Linked DNA regions of Callithrix jacchus: region 1 is linked to region 2. A link is a contact called in public Hi-C data. All regions are on one chromosome and are shown on one strand. The core of a region is the stretch at or near the end of the contact, and the rest is flanking DNA. Distances in the headings are between cores, read along the strand shown. Region 1 overlaps DCAF8 (DDB1 and CUL4 associated factor 8). Region 2 holds the start of IGSF8 (immunoglobulin superfamily member 8).

Region 1 (3,395 bases), core at 690-3,189, 130 kb before region 2:
TTCTGCAAGCCAGTTTGCTTTTAGCTCAGCCAGTGCCAGTGTTTGATGATTAACCCATTTGCCGAGGTGGGGAAGGCCTCTACTTGGGATGGGTGGGCTCCAGGCCTAAGTTTTAGTGGTCCTAGGAGTGAGTGATTAGAACAGGAGATACAGAGAGTACCCCTGAAGCAAATTTCCTTACATATTGTTGTCTCTGTGTAAGCTGAATGATTCATGTGGTCTTTCGCTTGGCTCCCTCTGTTTTTTTGTCCTAACTTTCCAGCAGTGGGGATCACCAGGCACTAGGCTCAGTGTAGTAGACTCAGCAGTTCTATATCATGGAAATTGTAAATGTAGAGTAGCATGTTAGAACCAGAAAAGATCTTAGAAGTTATTTTCTACCTTTCTCAGGTCTCCTGACTCTGATTTGAGGATCTTTTCTTTGTTCCCATTCAGCTTCACAGGGACAGGGTCGGGGGTGGTATCAGAGGACAACCCCTTAGTCTCCCAAGAGCACTTTGATGCTTGATCCCATTCTCTACATTCCTCCAGCCCAGTCATCTAAGGCCAGAGCTCTTTTCTCTGCTCAGGCATTATTGACAGGATAAGTCCTGGCATTCAGACAGGTCTGGTGAAGTGACCAGGTACTCTGGCCCAGAAGTTCTCTATCGACTCCCCTACAGGCTCCAATTCAGGTACTGTATGTCATTCTCTTGTTCCTCTTGCCATTGGCTTTTTCCTTAGCCTTAAGTTCCAAGGAATTGTTCCCCTGTGCTTTTTTATTTTGCTGACTTATTCAAGCAGGGCTAGCTCAGAGTTCAGGTTTGTAACAAGGACTTACTAGGAGATGGATGAAAAAGTTCAGGTTTATATGTGTAAATTGTCCATTACTGTAGATACATACACTAGTCCAAGCATTAGAGTTTAACTGCACTGCCTAAAAAAGCCCAAAGATAAACTTCACAATAAGCTGATAATGTGGAATGCAAGGAGGAGATAAAGAATTGGGTTTCTGTTTTATTCATAGGCTCAGTCTTAGCTTCAGTCTTTTCTGAGCATTTGTTTATTTGTAAGATGGAAGTCAAAGAAAGTGGGAAGTCTTTAGGTCAGCCCTATTTTCCATGCCTGACCTTGACCTCTTCTCAGATGTTCTTAGTTGGTCCAGAGAGAACTAAAAGAAGTTGTTTTCTTGGACTATAGGGCAGCTGCAAGGTGGGGTGCCTTTCATACGTGTTCCTTTTTCACTAAAAGACTCAAAATGCTTTAGCAGCTAGATCTGGGACTAACTCTTTGAATGGGGTAGGAACTTCCCTGCCCTTCCCTTAGGGGGAAGCTCATGTTTCCAAGTCAGACAGCAGGGGGCATGGATGCCTTTCAGACAGAAGGAAGCTGCCTAAGCTAGAAGGCCTGCCTGCTGTAGTTTATTTCTTTTGCCTTGTTCAGTGAATTTAGCCAGAGGTGGCTGAGATTGAGGCTGTGGAAGCCCCAAGAAGCTTCCTTAATGTGCTGCCTCATAGCTGAGCTTATAGGGCCAGTAGTAGGATGTTGTCCCCTGGGATATGCAAGGTTATCTCAAGCAGACATGAGCCTCCATCACTCCCACCACTCCTTGCAACTCAGCCTCCTCTTCTCAGCCTGTGCCTTCATCCAGTGCTAGTAAACAGTGCCAAATGAATATAGTTGTTCTCCGACTCTTCTCTGGGGGTTCATTGGCAGCTGCTGCTTTCTTCATTTTTTAAAATTTGTTTGCCACTTGGTAAAAGCCACTGAGATGGTTTTTTTCTAGCCTTGGGCAAGTTGGAGCTTTGAAATCTGGAGTGAATAAGGTCATCTGGATCTCACTGTCTTCTTATGAAGCCAGCACTAAGCTTGGGCAGTCACTCACCCACCCCTAGGTCCATATCTGGGAATGAAGCCACCCCTGACCTATACATAGAAAATGATTGATGTGCCTGGTCTTATACCCAGTCTCTGTTTGGTTTCTCTACCCCCAGTGCCCTTTGGCTTAGGCTCAGGATGGGTGGGCCTCCCTTCCCCAGCAGCTGCCCTAGCAGCTGCCTCAGACCTGATCAAGGGCAGTTGTTTGTTTCAAGGTGAGTAGTGGTTTTTAGACCCTGCTCCCACACACTGCTAAGTCTGTGTTTTCCTTTCTTCCTGACCAGGTAAACTGTCTTGAGCCCCACCCTCACCTGCCTGTGTTGGCAACCAGTGGCCTAGACCATGATGTGAAGATATGGGCACCCACAGCTGAAGCTTCCACTGAGCTGACAGGGTTAAAAGATGTAAGTGGCTGACTGCAGAAGTTATTTTCTTTCTGCTTATTCACATACTGTTGATTCATTGTCATAGGAAGGAATAATTTGCTGCCCAGTTCTTTAAAGGCACTACTCTAACACCCTCCCCTACATTCCTGTAATTTCCTCTGTAGGAATAGTCCTGCTCCAGGGGGCAGCTGTGAAGTGGCACTAATTTGTAATAGGATGGGGATGAGGAGCATCTTCAAGAATTATTTTGTGTTAAAGCCTGCCACCTTCACAGAGGCTGAACCTAGGGCATTGTTTCTTAATCTAATGTAGCTCCATTTCAACTTAATGGGGAGCTTTTATTGGGATAGAACATCAGCTTTCTTGATGAGGTCCCCGGTCCATCTTCATTGCTGCCCCCGTTCCCAACCCTTTTGGGTTCCAGGTGATTAAGAAGAACAAGCGGGATCGGGATGAAGAGAGCTTGCACCACACTGACCTGTTTGATAGTCACATGCTGTGGTTCCTCATGCATCACCTGAGACAGAGACGCCACCACCGGGTAAGCGGGGGTTGGAAGTGACCTCCCAAGAGCAGTGACCCTCTCAAGAGGCCTAAAAAGTTCCAGAGTAGTGAGTTTAAGGAGGAATCTGGTGATCTTGGTCGGATTTCCTATCCATTGTCCTCTATCCCCATCAGATCCCTGATACAGCCTTGGAAGAAGCATCAGCAGAAAAGGGTGGTATCTACTCTTGTCCATTGCTGCCATCCATGTGTAATGCTATCTTCATAAAGGCAAAGGCTGGAGTGTGGAGGAAGGAACTGAGAAGAAATAAGTCTCAGTGTGACCCTTCTATTTTTCTTCTTAAGACAAAAGAGGCCTAGGTCAGGAGTTAGCAAACTAGCAGTTGGCCTGCTGCTCATTTTTGTAAATAATAGTTTCATTGGGTTGCAGCCACACCTATTCTGTGTATCATCTGTGGTTGCCTTCATGCTACAATGGCACAGTTGAAGAGTTGCCATAAAGACCATATAGACCACAAGTCTAAAATATTTACTATCTGGCCCTTTAAGAAAATTTCTGCTGATCTCTTGCCTAAAGCATCTAAATTCTAGCTAAGACCTAACAGGCTAGTCCTTGTTCCTTCCACGGAAGTTACTAACGAGCCTTTC
Region 2 (3,421 bases), core at 174-2,673:
GCTGGACCTCTGATCTCCCTTCAAGGCCTCAATCATTCGGCCTCAGAGTTTCTCTGGCTTCTCCAGGGTTCCTCAATGTGGCTTCTATCGGCAACCCCATGAGCAGCACCTCAGAGTCAAGCACTGTGCCACACTCTAGGAATGCAATGTCAAGGAAGGTCTGGTCTGGCCTGTGCCACTTCCCCTCTCTGGGCCTCAGTTTCCTCTTCTGTAAAGGGTGGTGAGTGAGTGGGAGGGAAGGGGGATAAGAGGGGACAAGGAGAGGGTTGGAGGGTTGAGGGTGCTAAATGGGCTCTGGGGTCACCTCCCACTGACAGCCACTTCGACAGCCTTGGCTTTGCAAATCTGGCCGTCTCTTCTCCCTATTCTGGCCTCATCCTTCCTGCCCCTCCTCACTCCCCACCTTGATAGTTCAGGAGAGACAGAGCGCCTGGGAAGGGTGCCTCCTCCATTCTCCCACCTCCAGAGCAAGCCGCATGCCTCCCAGAAGAGAGCACTGTTCATCTCACTGTCACTGAACATAGAGACTCCTTCACCTAAACACCAGGTCTAAACTAGATCTAAACCAAGCCTCTTAGGAAACAGTTCAAATAATAATTCAAAACCTGAAACAAAATAATCTTTATTTATTTCCTATTTCATATTAGTTTCCTGTGCCAAACATTTTACGTACATTCCTCAGTTAATCATCACAATAACCCTTTGGGTGATGTGATCAACCTCAATTCAATTTGCAGAGGAGAGGAAAAAACTGAGGTTGAAGGAGGTGAGGCAATGGGCCAGGATCACCCAATCAAGAAATGACGTCGCCTGGACGGCCTCCTCTCCTAATCCATTTTTTTTTTTGGTTTTGCCCTCTGAGGGGGTGAAAAAAAGGTCTCCAGTGACCTTCTGGATCCCGGAAGCGCCCTTCAGCTCAAACCCTTCGCGTTCGGTAACTCCTGGGTTCCGCCCACACTTAACAGGGTTTGCAGCCAGGACTGTGGCTCAGAGCAAATAACTGAATTCTAAATGCGTGGCCACAGTCACCTCGCCAATCCCAGGGCCCCTGCACCCAATTCTCCAGGAAAGGCTGGCAGGTGCGGGGTCGGGTGCGCTCTGTGCGAAGGTGGGTGGGAATTTCAATGAGCCGAGTGCAGTTAGCTCACCGGTACGGGGGCCTGGGGCGGAGCCAGGGCCGGGGGCGGGGCGAGGCCGGGGTCCTGGGCGGGGCCGGGATTGGAGGCTGACGTTAGCTCTGGTGGGACGGGGAGGGGGCGGGGCTTGGGAATGGAGCGGGACCGGCGTCCGGGGCGGAGCCAGGATTGGAGTCCGACTGTAGTCCTGTTGGGGCGGGGCGGGAGAGGGGCCGGAACTGGGGCTGGGCCGGAGCTCGGGGCGGAGCCAGGGCTGGAGTCTTGCGGGGCGCGGCGGGGCGGGGTCAGGGCGGGGCTGGGACTCGATGAGAGGCAAAGGTGAGTCTAGAGAGGAGGGGCGGGGCCGGGGCCAGGTGCTGAGCAAAGGCCGGAGTCTGGCGGGGTGGGGTGGGCAGGGCCAGGGCTGGGTCTGGGGCGGGGCGGGCCTGCACAGGGCGGGGGGAAGGGGCGGGGCCGGGGCGGGCCGGCGAAGGGGGGCCGGGGCGAGAATGGTCTCAGAACTGCCAAGGGCTGGAGGGAAAACAACGGGAGGGGCGGAGGGAGGGGATTCGGCAGCTCCCGCTCAGCTAGCTCGGCGCACCCACGCCTCGCTGCCCCGCTTCCTGCCCCCCACCTGGGCATGCGCCCCCGGCCCCCCTGGTCCCCCAGAACCCGCGCCACCCCCCGGAGCCTCCCCAGAGCTGGCCGCTCAGGATGGGCGCCCTCAGGCCCACGCTGCTGCCGCCGTCGCCGCTGCTGCTGCTGCTAATGCTAGGTAAGCCAGGCCCCGGTTCCGGTTCCCAGCCCCGCCGGGCAGGTGCCTGCCGTCCAGCACCCAGACCAAGCCGCCTCCCAAGCTTTTCGGTACTCCTCACATCCTCCTTCTCCGTCATGGGTGCCTCCAGCCTCCCCGGGATCGGCGGGCAGCTGCGCATTGTGGCTGCCCGCCGAGCCAGTCTTGGGAAGAGTGCAGGCTCCCCAGCCCTAAGCCAGGGAGTGGGGCATAGGGAGGACCCACTAAGGTGCTCCCCCAGGCACTGCGTAGCCTCCCGGGGCAGGTGCCACTTCTCAGCTAGTATACCCACGTCCTGGGGTCAGTGCACCAAATGTTGCGACTCCTTTCTGCCCCACACTCAGCTCCAGGCCTGGCCTTGGGTGCGCACCCTGCGTGGGCAGTGCCTGCCCAGCTTCGTAATTGCCCCAGAGTTGGCTGGAGGCCCAGAGGCCAGTTCTGCCCACGATCTTTGAAGTAAGTCTCCCCCAATTGCGCTCCACACAGTTCATCAACTGAGGCTGGGGACGGTTCCCTCTCTCGCCCCCATCTCCACCCTGGGCTGGGTCCCTCTTTGCCCTTCTTCCTCTCTCCCAAGTGGCACTTGGCTCTGCAGCCACCCATCAGTTTTCACAACCGCTTAGTTCCGGCTTCCTTGGCTCAGGAGAAACCAGGTTCCATGGAGACTGATCCTGGGATCTCCAAGCACCTTGTGTCTGCTGTGGTCGGTGTTGATGGTGGGCTGTTCTGGGCCAACCTTGCATGGATGCATGGGGCTAATGACAGTGGAATTGTTTTTGGCCTGAACTGGAGGACTCCCTGTAGGCGGTGGTCTGGGGGAGAGTGTGGTGTGGGGACAGTGAAAATGCCCGTACAGCTGTTGATGAGACTGAAGCTCTTGAAATGAGAGTGAAGTGTGGGGGTGGGGATGGTGACTTCAGAGCTGCTGTCATCAAGGCAGAGGCTGAAGGTAGCCCCAGCTGCCTGTTTCTAGACCAGAGCTCCACAGTGGCACCAAGTAAAGCCTTCCCCTGCTGCAGGTCCCTGGGCCCTGCAGGGCTACCATGAGTCCTCTCCTTGGTCCCTGGGCAGATAACAGCAGAATGTACAGAGAGGAAGGTGCTATGGGGCCTGGTTGCCTAGCACTTGGTGTGATTTCCCCAGTGGGCAGCATGGAGCAGGGAGGAGCCCGGGGAGACAGGGAAATGCTGGCCTGTGGTTGAGAGAGGAACACGCAGAGGTCTGAGCACCCACTGCTCTTGGGAACCTGACATTCATTTCACAAATGAGGAAAATGAAGTAACTTGCCCCAGAGAGTACATTTAATGAGTACTGGGGCTATGATTTGAACACAGATCTGATTCCAAAGCAGGCCTCTTTGCCCTCCCTTTCCTTGCTGTGACTAATACGGAGGAGGGAAGAGAGAGCTGTGTGGCAATTGATTACCTAAGGCTGTGGGGTGACTTTCCCATGGGGATCTCCAAGCATCAGCAGTCGGGGAGCCAGTAAGATGGGAGGGGGCCTTCTGAGCAGT

Evidence for each region. A called contact is a pair of places that touch in the nucleus more often than the background predicts.
Region 1: a Hi-C map of skeletal muscle shows a contact between it and region 2, with 4 times the contacts expected there. The contact joins the enhancer-like site here to the promoter of IGSF8 in region 2. A contact is called at or near these places in 2 of 3 Hi-C or Micro-C datasets (induced pluripotent stem cells and skeletal muscle).

Annotation. Positions count from the first base shown.
Region 1 is chr18:20,172,130-20,175,524 of calJac240_pri, reverse strand. DCAF8 (DDB1 and CUL4 associated factor 8) reads left to right here. Exons shown (of 15, transcript XM_078356100.1): 13 at 2,142-2,261; 14 at 2,668-2,784. Among named protein-coding and RNA genes, the nearest start is that of PEA15, 14 kb to the right of the region's middle. Within about 2 kb of position 1,939, at least 4 of the 16 cell types and tissues checked have an H3K27ac peak or open chromatin away from gene starts, as enhancers often do. A contact at or near this core is called in skeletal muscle, where this site is marked.
Region 2 is chr18:20,043,492-20,046,912 of calJac240_pri, reverse strand. It overlaps IGSF8 (immunoglobulin superfamily member 8), which reads left to right and starts at 1,423. Exons shown (of 8, transcript XM_078356066.1): 1 at 1,423-1,454.